Regions from separate parts of the Mus musculus genome. Here regions 1, 2 and 3 are each linked to region 4. A link is a contact called in public Hi-C and HiChIP or PLAC-seq data. All regions are on one chromosome and are shown on one strand. Each heading gives the region's core, a stretch centred on a gene start, on an enhancer-like site or on the middle of the called end of the contact. The rest is flanking DNA. Distances are from core to core; before and after follow the strand shown.

Evidence for each region. Hi-C and Micro-C count contacts between places; a contact is called where the count stands out from the background. HiChIP or PLAC-seq counts read pairs in DNA pulled down with a chosen protein or histone mark.
Region 1: an H3K27ac HiChIP or PLAC-seq map of thymic regulatory T cells shows a contact between it and region 4, with 6 times the contacts expected there. The contact joins the promoter of Rffl here to the promoter of Taf15 in region 4. A contact is called at or near these places in 2 of 115 datasets of contacts at active chromatin or transcription factors (embryonic stem cells and thymic regulatory T cells).
Region 2: a Hi-C map of B cells shows a contact between it and region 4, with 12 read pairs. The contact joins the promoter of Dusp14 here to the promoter of Taf15 in region 4. A contact is called at or near these places in 3 of 39 promoter capture datasets (hippocampal neurons, liver and pre-B cells), 2 of 484 Hi-C or Micro-C datasets (B cells and uterus), 2 of 115 datasets of contacts at active chromatin or transcription factors (forebrain and large pre-B cells) and 1 of 9 other capture datasets (embryonic stem cells).
Region 3: an H3K27ac HiChIP or PLAC-seq map of extraembryonic endoderm stem cells shows a contact between it and region 4, with 3 times the contacts expected there. The contact joins the promoter of Lig3 here to the promoter of Taf15 in region 4. A contact is called at or near these places in 1 of 39 promoter capture datasets (erythroid cells), 1 of 484 Hi-C or Micro-C datasets (regulatory T cells), 2 of 115 datasets of contacts at active chromatin or transcription factors (embryonic stem cells and extraembryonic endoderm stem cells) and 1 of 9 other capture datasets (liver).

What each region holds. Positions count from the first base shown.
Region 1 is chr11:82,869,941-82,873,048 of GRCm38.p6, reverse strand. It overlaps Rffl (ring finger and FYVE like domain containing protein), which reads left to right and starts at 1,839. Exons shown (of 7, transcript NM_001007465.3): 1 at 1,839-2,041. It also overlaps a transcript of Rad51d not described here.
Region 2 is chr11:84,066,500-84,069,836 of GRCm38.p6, reverse strand. It overlaps Dusp14 (dual specificity phosphatase 14), which reads left to right and starts at 1,480. Exons shown (of 3, transcript NM_019819.3): 1 at 1,480-1,567.
Region 3 is chr11:82,779,311-82,782,405 of GRCm38.p6, reverse strand. It overlaps Lig3 (ligase III, DNA, ATP-dependent), which reads right to left and starts at 1,297. Exons shown (of 20, transcript NM_010716.3): 1 at 1,130-1,297. Gm11423 (predicted gene 11423) reads left to right here and starts at 1,364. Exons shown (of 3, transcript NR_126067.1): 1 at 1,364-1,550; 2 at 2,108-2,271; 3 at 2,471-2,805.
Region 4 is chr11:83,471,656-83,474,594 of GRCm38.p6, reverse strand. It overlaps Taf15 (TATA-box binding protein associated factor 15), which reads right to left and starts at 1,487. Exons shown (of 16, transcript NM_027427.3): 1 at 1,389-1,487. The coding sequence starts at 1,395.

The DNA of each region.
Region 1 (3,108 bases), core at 590-3,089, 600 kb after region 4:
AAATATGTCACTTGGTAGACAAATTAGTGTTTTATTACTACTAAATACTATTGCTCGCCGAAAAGGATTTCAGATTACTCGCACAATGGGTACATTATTGAATGCCTCTGCGGAAGGGCACGATAAAGATGAAAAATTGTGATGGTGATAACGCCTAAGGTGGAGAAAGGAGGGGTGTGGGTCCGAGGCCTCGCTCCAGTAAGCTGCTCATTATTTAGCAGCAGTCGGATGATTTAGCCACAATATGGACCAGAGGGCCCTGAAAAAAGGATTTCTGTTGGATACCATGAATTCAGGCCCTGATTATCGTCCGACTGGGGGTGGGGTGGGGTGGGGTGGGGGGTAAGTGCACTTCCTTTTCAGAACTGGGCACTCTGGTTGTGAGTTAACAACAACAACAACAAAAATCGCAGGTCTGGATCTCCTTTCACTTCTGTTTTGGACCTATTACATGTCTGTGGCTATCATTCATATCCAGAGATGGACAGTGTGGTGAAGAACCTGTGTCTCCAGCACGGCGCTCAGACCCATTTCAGAAATATCAGAGGATGGACAATGTTGGTGCGTCAAAGGAACGGAAACCAGAAAGGGAAGGGAGAAAATGATATACACCTTTGTGGAGGAAAAAGTCCGGAGAGAAGCGGAGCTCATAGGGAACTGCAGCAAAGCGAAGCTGCAGAAATAAGCAGGCAGGAGAAAGGGGCAAGGGGCGAACATCCAACTCAGGTGCCAGGGGTCCTTAGAAGGCGGGGCTCCCTGTACACTCCAGGTTGGAGAAAGAAAGAGTTTTGCATCTGAGTTCTGCTTTTCTCTGTGTGGAAGCTCGAAAATTACTTAAAATGTAGATCCTTGTTGATAACAAGCATATAACAGTACAGAGCGTGCTGGGGTGTTCTGAGAACTGGAAATAGCAAAGGGCTTATAAAGTGAGTCTGGTACGGATGCACATATTTTAGCTCTGGTTCCCTTCTGATAGTCTTTATTTTAAAATACAAGGGGTAGCACTGTGGTAGAGCACTTGTCTAGTATGTACAAAAATCCCAAGCACCAAAATATTGAATAAATCAAAATACAAATTGCTCAGGAAAACTCTGAGAGGTCTTTGATGGGAACCTGAAGCATAAGAAAATGATGTCACTAGACACCAGCCAGAAGAATTAGCATTTATATGACTTCCGTGACTAGGCATCTTCTTAGATCACTGGCTAATGATCCCCTATGCTACCCTGGTGTTTTATGCTTTACTAAGGCCTTTGTGCATTATCTCATTTAATGTGCGGGCCCAACCGGCCTTTCTGGGATGGGGAAGATATTGGAAAGGTTAAGTGCCTGCCAAAAGGTGCACGGGTGATGAACGATGGCTGGGTGGTTTCTTAGCAGTCGTTTTTATTGTACTGCAACCTTTCTCAGCTGTGTCCCCACCTTCCTAACATGAAAGTAGCTTATCCAAGGAGGAAAAGACAGGTTATGATGCCCCACTGAATTGGCTTTTAATATCGCCAAGAAACTTAATAAATTAGATGAGTCTGGGGTTCTGGAAATCTGTCGGGTACGATGAAACATGAAATCAAGGGTTCAATATTCAAACTTTACTATAAAGCTAGTTAGTGATCTTAAGGGACTTGCTCAAGATCACCACATAAGGGATTGGTTGGCTCGGCCTAGACTGGGGACTCCACACCTAGCCGGGCTCCGACAGAGGGCGCTCGCGGAGGCTTGCACTCTAGACCGCCGCGCGCCCGATTCCTCTCTATGGTGGCGGGGGCGTGCGCTCCCGCGGGGGTGGGGTGGAGGGCGGGGCCGCAAGCCGGGAGGGCGGGGCCGCACGCTGGACGGGCGGGGCCCACGCCGAGCCGCGGGGGACTGGGTTAGTGGGGGTGGACTTCCTGGGGCCGCCCGTGAGGATGTGGTTCGGGCACCCGGGCGCCCCTCAGGCGTGGAGTTGCGGCGGCCGCAGACCCCGCAGCCCCGCTGCCTGAGTGGCCGCGGTCGGGATCTGGCCTCTGCCGTCCCAGGTGTGGCCCGGCAGCGTCCGCGGCAGGTGAGGAGGCGGTGGCTGTGGCTGTGGCGGGTTGGGCTGGAGGATCCGGTGCTTCAGGCTGTGCTCCGGGGGGTGTGAGGATCCAGCTGCGCTCCGGGAGTGGGGCAGCCCTTTCCAGGAACTCCCCACCGCCAGGTCACCCCACACCTGTCCCATGAAAGTGCCGCAAAGCATTTCGTCTGTGTGCGCCGTAACCCGGGACGTGTGTCCTCAACTTGTACCCAAGTGTCGTAAGAACCCGGTAGGTCCTGGGGAAGGATGCATTTCTGTAGGACAGAAAACCGTCTACAGAGGCAGAGCTTTGGCGGCACTGGCTCTCTACCAGGAGGACCCTGGAGATTCGGAGTTTGGAGGTTAGATGGGAAGTTTGGGATGCTGCTCTCCCCTCCTCCCTCCTCCCTGCCAGAGTCTGCTGTCTGCCTCTTGGGAGTCGACCTCTGTCCCCGACGTGTGTTAGGTCGCCACTGTGTGGTCCTGGCCGAGACTCAGAGGGAAGTAGGGCCCCTCTCCAGCTGGCTGCCCAGGAGACATTTGACCGGGCATGGGGAAGTCTGGGTAGATCAGGGGAGTCCACAGCCTTTCCTGGCGTCTGTTTGAGCTCCGATTTAAGACCGGTAGAAAAAAACAACAGCAGCGTACTTCTTCCTTTTTTCTTTTTTTTTTTAAAGCTGTCATGGGGGTGGGGGGGTGCTGTTGTGTAATCGAGGAAGATTTCCACATTCCTCTCAGTCCACCACGGGGAAGATTATTCTTAGCTCGGAAATGGGGTTTTACCCACAACTCACACTCTGTGCCCTGGTTAAAGGCTAGAGTGACGCATGAACAAACACCCCAGGATGCGTGTGGCCTTCCAAGAAAATAGTAACCTCCTTATGTATGTTTTGGCTGGTGGCTTGGAGAACCGAGAGACTTCCTGTCGCCACTTTTGAGAGCTGCATGGTGGTTCTTGCCTTGACAGTTCAGTATACTGAAATGTGGGCAAGGCTGTTCGAATACTGTGGCATTTTTCTAGGAATGGAAGGGGACTATGTCCTGGGCAGTTTGTAGAGTTCTAAGACCAAAACTGG
Region 2 (3,337 bases), core at 231-2,730, 600 kb before region 4:
CGGGTGTGTGTGTGTGTGTGTGTGAGAGAGAAGCACTGTAGAGGGACATGCAGAAATACAAACAGCATTCAATCACTTCCAGTAGAGATTTTGCTATTTTTACATTAGGGATGTCAAAAGCAGGTCATGAAATAAACTGCCGGAATGATAATAGTACCAGAAAGATATATTCCCATGCAGTTTGAACTCGGTGCTTTAACCTAATCTTAGTCTCCTTGTGTTCTTCATGAAATGGTTAATTTTGCCTAATTTTAAAGCTCTCATGCTTTTTAATGGCATCAAATCTCTTCAGTCTAGGCCATTTTAGCTTTCCCTGTATTATCACTAAAATGCCTCTGCTGTTATATTTTCGTCTGGGAAACAGACAAAAACTTCTAGATATTGCAGCACCCACAAAAAGACTGAATCCAGTTGGCCAATGGAGATTAAAAAAAGAAAGAAAGTAAAACAAAAACCTCCAGGTTTTACTTGAAGATGCTAGAAACTGTTAAGTAAGCCCTAAGTGCGGCGTGCTCCTCCTCTGTCCCCTCCCCCAAATCCAAGAATACTAGTTTGACTTCAGCAGTTCTGATGTCAGCGATTTGCTACAGCGAGGGCATTGCTTGGGTGAGCACAGGACCAACCGAGCGCCAAGTCAGGACTCCTGGAGTCTGACTCACTGCAGAGGCTGGAGGAAGTCGTTCCTACCGCCCCTGTATCGCCCCTCAGTTTTGCGAAGAGAAGAGTAGGGTGGCGCTAAAGTCAGTTTGCATCCATTCATTTCAGGTGAGAAAACCTAAAGAGGACAGAAAGAGAGGAAAGAGAGAGGGAGAGAGCGAGAGAGCTAGTTGAGAGCAAAGAAATTTCAAGGGTTCCACAAGTCAGCCTCGTTGTACCTAGGAGTGTGGGTACTGTCAATGCATCAGAGGTTTAGGGGTCTTTAACTCCTTTGGAGTTTCCCCAGTTACTTCCCTCACCTGTCAATCAAAATCCACCCAGCAGTTGACGGAAGAATTAGGGCGTGGTGGTTTATACCTTTAATCCCAGCTTTAGGGAGATAAAGGCAGAGGCAGGCGAGTCTCTGTGAGTTCCAGGCCAACCTGGTCTACATAGTGAGACCTTGCCTCAACAAACAAGCAAAAAAGAGTGGCTTTGCCTTCCCCCTTGGGTCCGCACCTGGGGCTGTCTCGCCCGGGGGAGGAGGAGGGGGTGGCTGAGAGGCGGTGATTAGTCACTGGCTGCGGCGCTCACACCTTTTATTCTGTCTCTTCCCGCAGTTGCCTCTCTGCATTTGGACAGATTCTTCGAACGCCAGCTCAGAAGCTGGGCCGGAGGACAACGCGGCTTCAAGGAGCAGGGGTCTGCGAGTAAGTCCAGGTGAGTAGGAACCGGGGCCAGGAGGACCTGCCCGCGCCGCAGCGCGCACGCGCGGCGCCCGGAACCCACGCTCGTCCCCGCTGCGGGCCCGCGCTCGGAAGAGGGCGGCAGCGCGCAGGGAGCGGGAGGCGCGCGAGGCCGGCGGGCAGAAGCCGCGAGCCTCGCAGCAGCACGGACCCGAGAGCCGCCGCTGCCGCCACCGGCACACTCGGTACGGGGTGCGGGGGAGAGCCAGAGGGGCCCGGGCGCATGCGACCCTCGGCTCTGCAAACTTTGTGCGGGTGCTCGGCGACCTCGGGGCGCGGGGCGGGAGAGGCTGGGATCCCCGAACCCAAGCCGGCAGGCGTCAGCATGCACCCCGCGACCGGCCCCGCCACCCCCTGGAAACACTTGGCTTTCTGCTATGCCAAGAACTCAACTTGAGCGTCTCTCCTCGGTGTTAGATTGGTGTGCACCATGCTCACATCTGACTCTTATTTCTCCTAAGTATCCTTGCTCTGGAGCGAAGTTGAATTGTACTGGGCTTGGGGTAGGGAAGGGAGCCGAGTGGTGTAGCCGCCTTAGGATTGTATAACTACCTTCTATTGAAGTGGATGTTGCCAGTGGCATCGGCTAATGTTATGGTAACTGGGCATCTTAGAGGCAAGAGAAGGCGGGGTGTTTTACCAGTAGTCTCCCGGTCTAATAATACTAAAAACAATACCTCATACTTTCCACTCAGGAGAGCCCCACGGCATTTGGTTTACGTTCTCTGGGTAGTTTTCAGTGAAGTTTCTAAGAGGTAGGTGGAGAGCTGTGCTTTCCCGATTTGTAGATGTAAAAAACGGAGGCAAGGATTCGGATTCTTAACTGACTTTAATGAAATGTGGACCAAGAGTTTTAACGCAGTTTCCTGCAGTTCTTGCTCCAAAAAGTACCAACTTTGAAGTTTAATGGGATACCAGAACATCCTCCCTGAGGACAATGAAAGGTCAGAGAGGCCAAGGGACAGTGGTCTGCAGCCGCAGGCCTCAGCTACAAAGCCGGGTCCCTCCAACAAGATGCAACTCTTTGGGTGTTGTATGTATTCTTTGCAAAGTTGTGTTTAGGGCTGCAATTTGCTGTTGTCTTTTGTGGACTCATAAAGGGCATTTAGTCTCGGTTTCCTTGAGAAACAGAGGAGTGAGGCACCCCCAGAGTGAGGCACCACTTCTTCCTTGCTGGAGACACCTTAAGAATTCCCATGAGGTCAGACGAGGGCCGAGAGTTCCCGGGAGGAGGGAGGAAGGAGCCCTGCACAGGCGGCTTGACACATGGGCCCCACTCCTGCCTCCAGCTCTGACTCACCTACTGACGCTTGGGGGAGGAGAATAGCTGCTTGGTATTTTTGGCTTTCCCCCATAAAACGGGAGACAGTTGGCTTCATTCGAGTCTTCTCAGCATCCTTTTCGAGAGCGCCGCGCCGCTGAGCTTAGTCCTCCTCTCGGAAGGAAACCTTTGATACTGGCTGACTGCAGGTATGCATTCTGTGAGATCCCTTAATAGAGCTGCACACAGATTTACTGCTGGAGCTTCTAAATCGGGGAAATCCTTCAAGACTTTGGGATTGAAATTAGGGTTAAGAGAAATCTTTGAATTAGATGTATACCTTTGCATGAGGAATTTCTTTTCCTTTTTTTAACAAGATGGATTAAAAATATTTTCCCAGCATCACAAAAAAAGGCTTGGCTCATTCCATCTGAAAAATTAGGACTTTATAGATCAGGTCATTGTCTTCCTTTAATCTTCAAAAGAATGGCTGTCTGTGTGTCTTTCTGTTGGCTTGTATCTTGTAGACTCTTCCCAGCGTTTTAATAAGATGTGTATTTGCATAAGTGACTTGCTAACAAAATCATTTTAGAGTGGATCCGGTTTATAGCAATTTGGTTTCTGTCTAGAACAGGTAGCATGCTTTTTAGGTAAAATCATGTTAACTCTGCCAGCACCTTACTATCTCTCTGAG
Region 3 (3,095 bases), core at 48-2,547, 690 kb after region 4:
CTAGCCAGACACCTTAGTTGGCCGATCCGATCCTCCCACCTCCAGCCCTAGAATTATAGGTATGAACCACCAAGCATGACTTCAGTTTATTTTCTATTATTTATTTTTCGGTTTTTTTGTTTGTTTGTTTTTAGATAGATTTTTCTATGTAGCTCTGGCTGTCCTGGAAGTCACTAGGAAGAGCAAGCTAGTGTTCTGAGTGCAGGGATTAAAGGCGTGTGCTACCACACCCGGCCCCAGTTTTATCTTAAAAAACAACAAAAAAACAACAACAATTACAACAGGACTAAGAGCTAGTTATGGTGGTTCTCGTCTGTAATCATATCAGAAGGCAAAGACAGAAGGATTGCTGTGCGTTCGAAGCTAGAAAGTCTGGTTTACTTAGTAAATTTCTGTCTAGCCAGGGTACGTCGTCAAGACCGTCTCAAAAGGAAAACAAGCAAGAAAACAAACCCCCCAAAGATTAGAACTACTTCATGGGGTGGTTAGGAAAACTACAAGGAGTACGAGGGCAAGCCGGACGTGGAGTTCTGAAGTTTGTATACCAAACTTGTGTATTTGACAATGTTCGACTTGGGGGAGGGGAGGTCCGTAACTGGCAGACTCAGGGGGTCACACAAGCCCTAACCGTTAAGAATCTGAGAGGCGAGTGAAGGCCGGCAAGGGCTGAGGAGGAGCTCAGGGCGAGTAGGAGTTCAACTTTCCGCAGAGTAGGGTGGGTAGGGTGTCGTATCGCCCATCCCGGGATACGACAAATAACTACCCGGGGAGACCGGCGCGAGGAGGCCGGGAGCCCGAAGAGCAAGCAGCACGCCGTTCTGCCCACAGGCTGTGCGGGCGAGCCGCGGCCGCGCAACAAGGCGGCGGAGAGGGACCGGCGGCGGCCCGGCCCCGACCCCCTGAGAATGCCCACTCTGGCATCCTGCCCTTCCCGGTGGCTGCCCAGGGTCCCGGGGGCCGCGGGCCTCCCGTGGGCTCCCGTGGGGGCGCCACGTCACGGAGGGTGTGCCCCCAGGCTGAGCGGCGGGCGGGGGAGGAGCCACGGCCACTCCAGCCACGCCGCGTTCGGCCCCGGCCCTCCCCACACGGCGCACCGCGGCCCGCCGCTCCGCGCCGCGCCGCCCCTCACCTGCCTTCTCGGCTGCCCTGGCTCTGACGCTCCGCACGAGCCACCGGACCAGGCGCCCACAAGGCCACGGGTCCCGCACGATGAATAGACCGCCTGTCTCTTTAAATACGGGTACTCCAGCCGGAGGCAGGGCGCAGGCGCAGTAACCGACTTGCGCCCTCGGACCCCGCCCCCTCCGGTCGCCACGTGGGTCGCTGTTCTATTCCTACCCGGAAATCTTGAACTGAGTGTTGGGTTGGAGTGGCGGCTTGGGGCGCAGCGTCCCTGAACTTCCTAGAGTTTCTCAGATTGTTAGATATTGAAGGTAGTGTTGAAAAATCATTGCAGTGATCCTAGGGATGGGAAGCTCGAGTCGTTCCACCTGTGTCTTCCGCACCGCAGGAGTTTTGCTGAATTAAAAGGCACTACTTTAATTAAAAAGGTAATTAGAAAATGTGAAGAACAGGGACTGTGGCCCCGTTTATGTCATTTAGCGAACTAGTGCTTCTAAACCTCAAATAGGCTCTGTGAGTTCAAGATGGCTAATTTTTCAAAAAATAAAAGTATTCAGGCCTTGTTCAGTCTGGGAAGGGCAAACAGTTGGGCTTTGTTAGGTAAATAAAGTGCAGATCGTGGAACTAAGTTCTATTTCTGAGGAAGAGTTTAGCTTTTTTTCCATAGGGAAAGAACGCTGTGAGGGGTCACTATAGTTGAAGCTGGTCAGGGGAGAGACTAAGACAAGCCGACTCACTAAAAGGCTGTTGTCCATATCAAAGTGGCCTTGAGATGGAGAGGAAGGTGTATGCTTGAATCTGTGTGAGGTGCTCAGTTATTTGTTCATAGAAATGAAGGGCTGATAGACGAGGTCTTTAACAGAACTGGAGAATGAGCCGAGGGAGGCTCTCTGGAGTTCAAGGTTGAGTGTCTGCTGTACTGAGGCCAGCTAGATCCTGGTGTTTGAAATGAGGTGAAGGCTCTTTGTTTTCTCTTAACTTGCAGCAGGATAAACCTGGGTTTGGAGTTCGGAAGGCCTTAGGCTCAAGGGCTCCAGTTGAGGAAGCGTGAACATTTTGACTGGAGTTGATCTTAACCCAATGGACTTTCCCTGTGCTGACCAACCCTTTCATCACAAGCAATATATTCGGTTGCTGAGCCCTGGAAATGTAAGCAGTCTGAAGTGAGAGATGCTGTAAATGAACACTGTACACTGACAAGTACCCAACACTTCCCCAAAGAGAGTAAAATACCTCATTAATAGTAATAGTGCATATATTCCAGTTATTTGCTGGCCAATTTTTTATGTGTTCGGTTAAAGAATATTTACTGTCACTCACCTGTTTGGTTTTACTGTCTTTGAACTAGGGCATCAGAAACGATGGGGCTGCGTGCTTAACTCCCATTGTTATGGCTCCAGCTCAGCACTCCACAGACAGAAAGCCTGTGGTGAGGAGCAGTGGGTATCTGCAAAGGCTTTCTCTTCTTAGACCGGGTTTCTCTGTGTAGCCCTGGCTGTCCCGGAACTCAAACTTTGTAGACCAGGCTGGCCTCAAACTCAGAAATCCACCTACCTGTGCCTCCCATGTGCTGGGATGAAAGGCATCTGACGCTGCCATGTTGCCTGCATCTACTTCTAAATGAATGAAATTCGAGAGCTAATGAAATGAATGGTTAATAAAAGAGTGTTGAACCCCTTAAAAGGAAGTTCATTATGTCTTTGTTAATGACGGAAGTGTACAAAAAGACTCAGGCCCTAAGTATTTGCTTTGCTTGATGAGAACTACATGGTATTCATAATCATCTCTGACTTAGGTGCCCCTGCTGTGAAACAGCGCTAGGTACCAAAGCTGCCAATTGCATATCTTTCCTTTCCTTTCCTTTCCTTTCCTTTCCTTTCCTTTTCTTTCTTTTTCTTTTTTTGACGGTAAGAGCACTGAACTTTCATTTAGCGTGAATCTAGATGCAGTGATATTTCTTTTCTTTTTTTCTT
Region 4 (2,939 bases), core at 238-2,737:
GCAGAATTTAAAAAGAGCTAACTTCACTTCAGCCTAGCTTTTTCCACCATACAGGTACCCTACCCAAAAAGATGAGATTTCTAGCTCCTCAGTATCATTGCTAATCTGAGGGAAGACCATCATTCTCTGTCCCGTCTTTCTCGCTCCTTTTGAATCTTCTCCAATTGCAGATTTGATCATACACATCCCTCCAGGTGGACTGGGAAAACCTTTAGAAAAGGATTGCCAATTAATTAATAAAAGGGCAAATCTTCCAAGCATAGTGGTGCACACCTTTAGTGCCAGCGGTTAGGTGGATCTGTGAGTTTGGGGCCAGCCTGGACTCCATATCGAGTTCCAGTTGAGCCAAGGATACCTCATGAGATCCTTTCTCTCATAAGTAGGTGAAAAACTACCAAAGTCATTATGTCATCTCAGCCATATGGCTTTAGGCAATGTTTTCCTCAGAAGTAAAGAACTCTCGTTCTGGGTCTGTCTTTGCCACCTGTAAGTGTAGCCCAAAGAAAGGACCTTATGTGGTCAACTGGAACTGTTAGAATTCAGAGGACTTTTAAGTTCTGGTTTAACAGGACCCAGACTGCCTGTCCGGAGGGGGGAAAGCCTCACTTCCACACAGCAGTGGCCTCTATAAATACTAATTTGAGGAAGACGCTGTCCTTGGTCTCTAAAGTCTTAAGGGAAATGCCACGAAGACCTAAAAGTGCTCGTCAGTAACTGGCAAGGCTTAATTCTAAGTTCAGGAGATTAACAAGTGGAGGAGGGAGTACAAAGGTGAAGCCCAATAAACAAACACCGCCCCGCAACCCCAATGGTTACAGCAGAGGGAATGACCGTAGCGCGACTTCGGGTAAGGCAAAGTGCTTCGAAAAGGGCTCCCAGAGCGTAAGACTCCCACCTGATGAATGGGTGAGTCAGGAAGGCCCAGCTCCACTTCTCGGATGGGGAAACAGAGGAACGAGGTGGCGAGACGACCGGCCGGAGGCCTCGCTGAGAGATCTGAGTCGGCGCGGAGGACCCGAAGCCCCCAGTCCTCAGGCTGATGCTCAGATCTCGGCTCCCCCCGCCCTTACGATGGCGTAGACGGGCCTCCGCCCCCCCCCCAACTCACACACACCCTCCCCGGGGAGCTGCTCATCTCCCCAGGTTCCAAGGGCAGGATCAAAAGAGCTCCGGGGCGCTCCCGCCGTGATTTGTAGCCAGGGAGCGTTGGGAGCGTGCGTGCCTCCGGTCCAACATGGCGGCGACGCGGCCGCCCCCCTCCCTCCCCCCACCCCAGCCTCCCTCAGGCCGGAGTCTTTCCCTCGCGGCCCTCCGGTGGGCGGGAAGACGGCCAGAACCCACCGGACCCCTTCTCGCCGCTGCCGCTGCTCGCTGACGGAGTCACCTACCCGACATGACTAACAGCCGCGGCGCGGAGCCCCGCCACGGCCCGCGGAGAACAAGGAAAACGAAAAGCCAGGCGGCGCGGCTGCTGGAGCTGCTCTGAGGGCGGCGCGGCGGGCTGAGGCCGACTGCGGGCCCTCGGCAGCCAATCAGCGCGCGGCAGGCGATACCACTGCGCCGAAGCCGGAGGGGTGATTCCACGCCACTCCGTTCCGCCGAGCCTTAGAGTCCTCCCGGATCTCCCCTCCGCGACCGTACCATTATTGAGAGGGAATTGAGAGAGGAAAGTACCAATGCCCTCCTGGGGCTAGGGGAGGAAAGCGAGCCAGCTCGCTCCGCCCCATTCACAACCCCAGTTCTAGTTTTACCGGGTCTGGTAGACTTTGAAGCTATGAAGCGAAAGACGAGGCTCCCCTTTTATAAATAAGAACTTAATGCCTGGGAAAGTCGATTCTTCCTTTAAAATCGGGAATGGTGTGGTCGGCCTCGCTCGGGCTCTTGCTGCAGAACTTGAACCACTTGGGGGCGTCCCGAGTCTGGGCAGCGAGCGGAACGAAAGTCGTGACAAGCTCCATACCTGATCGCCTCCGGGGCTGTTATAACCACCTTGTCCAATAAAAAAATCGAAGTGAGACCAGAACAAAAATGTGACTTCAGTCTAAGTCACGCGCATAACTGGCTCCGGGAATAAGGAGACACGGGAATGGATCTTTCTTAGTCCTCTGTAACAGCTAACTCTTAAATTGTCAGCGCCTTACATCATCTCATTTAATTCGCACAACAGACTGATGAAATAGTTTCCCCCAGTTGCGGATACAGCCGGATAGCCTGAGGCTAACCAAGGGCAAAGGTGGAATTTTGAAGCCTGGTAACCAGACCCTGTTGCTAAGGGGTTTTACCGGAAAGCCGTAGAGTAAGCTCAGTTGGGAAAAGGGCTTGGAAAACTCGAGAATCTGCAAGGACATTTCCCCGAGTGAGTGACACCTGAACGAAGACCTGGGTGATGAGTTATTCAAGTTGAATTGGGCAAAAGATCTGTCCAGACTTGGTGTAGAACAAGTAATTTGATATGTTTGAAGTGTAGCCTCCAGGGGAGAAAAGTTGAACTTGCCAGAAAAGTAGGAGGGTATATAGCTGAGGCCTCTTAGTTTGAACTTTGTCCTGAAGGTGGTGGATCCACCCACTAGAGAACTTCAAAAGGTGGAGATTAGATATGTATTTTCCAGCTGTAGAATGAAGAATAGGTTGGAGTTGCGAGGTGCCTAAAAGTGGGAGAGAGAAGCGAGACTAAGAATTTTGCTCAGTGATCCAAGCCTGGCCTAACATGCTTGAGTCCCTGGGCTCAATTCCCAGCACTGATAATTTTTAAAACCAATTGAGGTAGCATGGCCCAGTACTAGAAAGTGGAATCAGGAGGACCTCTGAATTTGAGGCCAAACTGGTATACATAGTGAGTTCCAGGACACACAGGACTGCAGAGGGCCTTTTTTATTTTTGTCTTAAAACAAAATATTTTAAGCAGGAAGATCACTTGAGTGGCTTAATAATAATGCTAG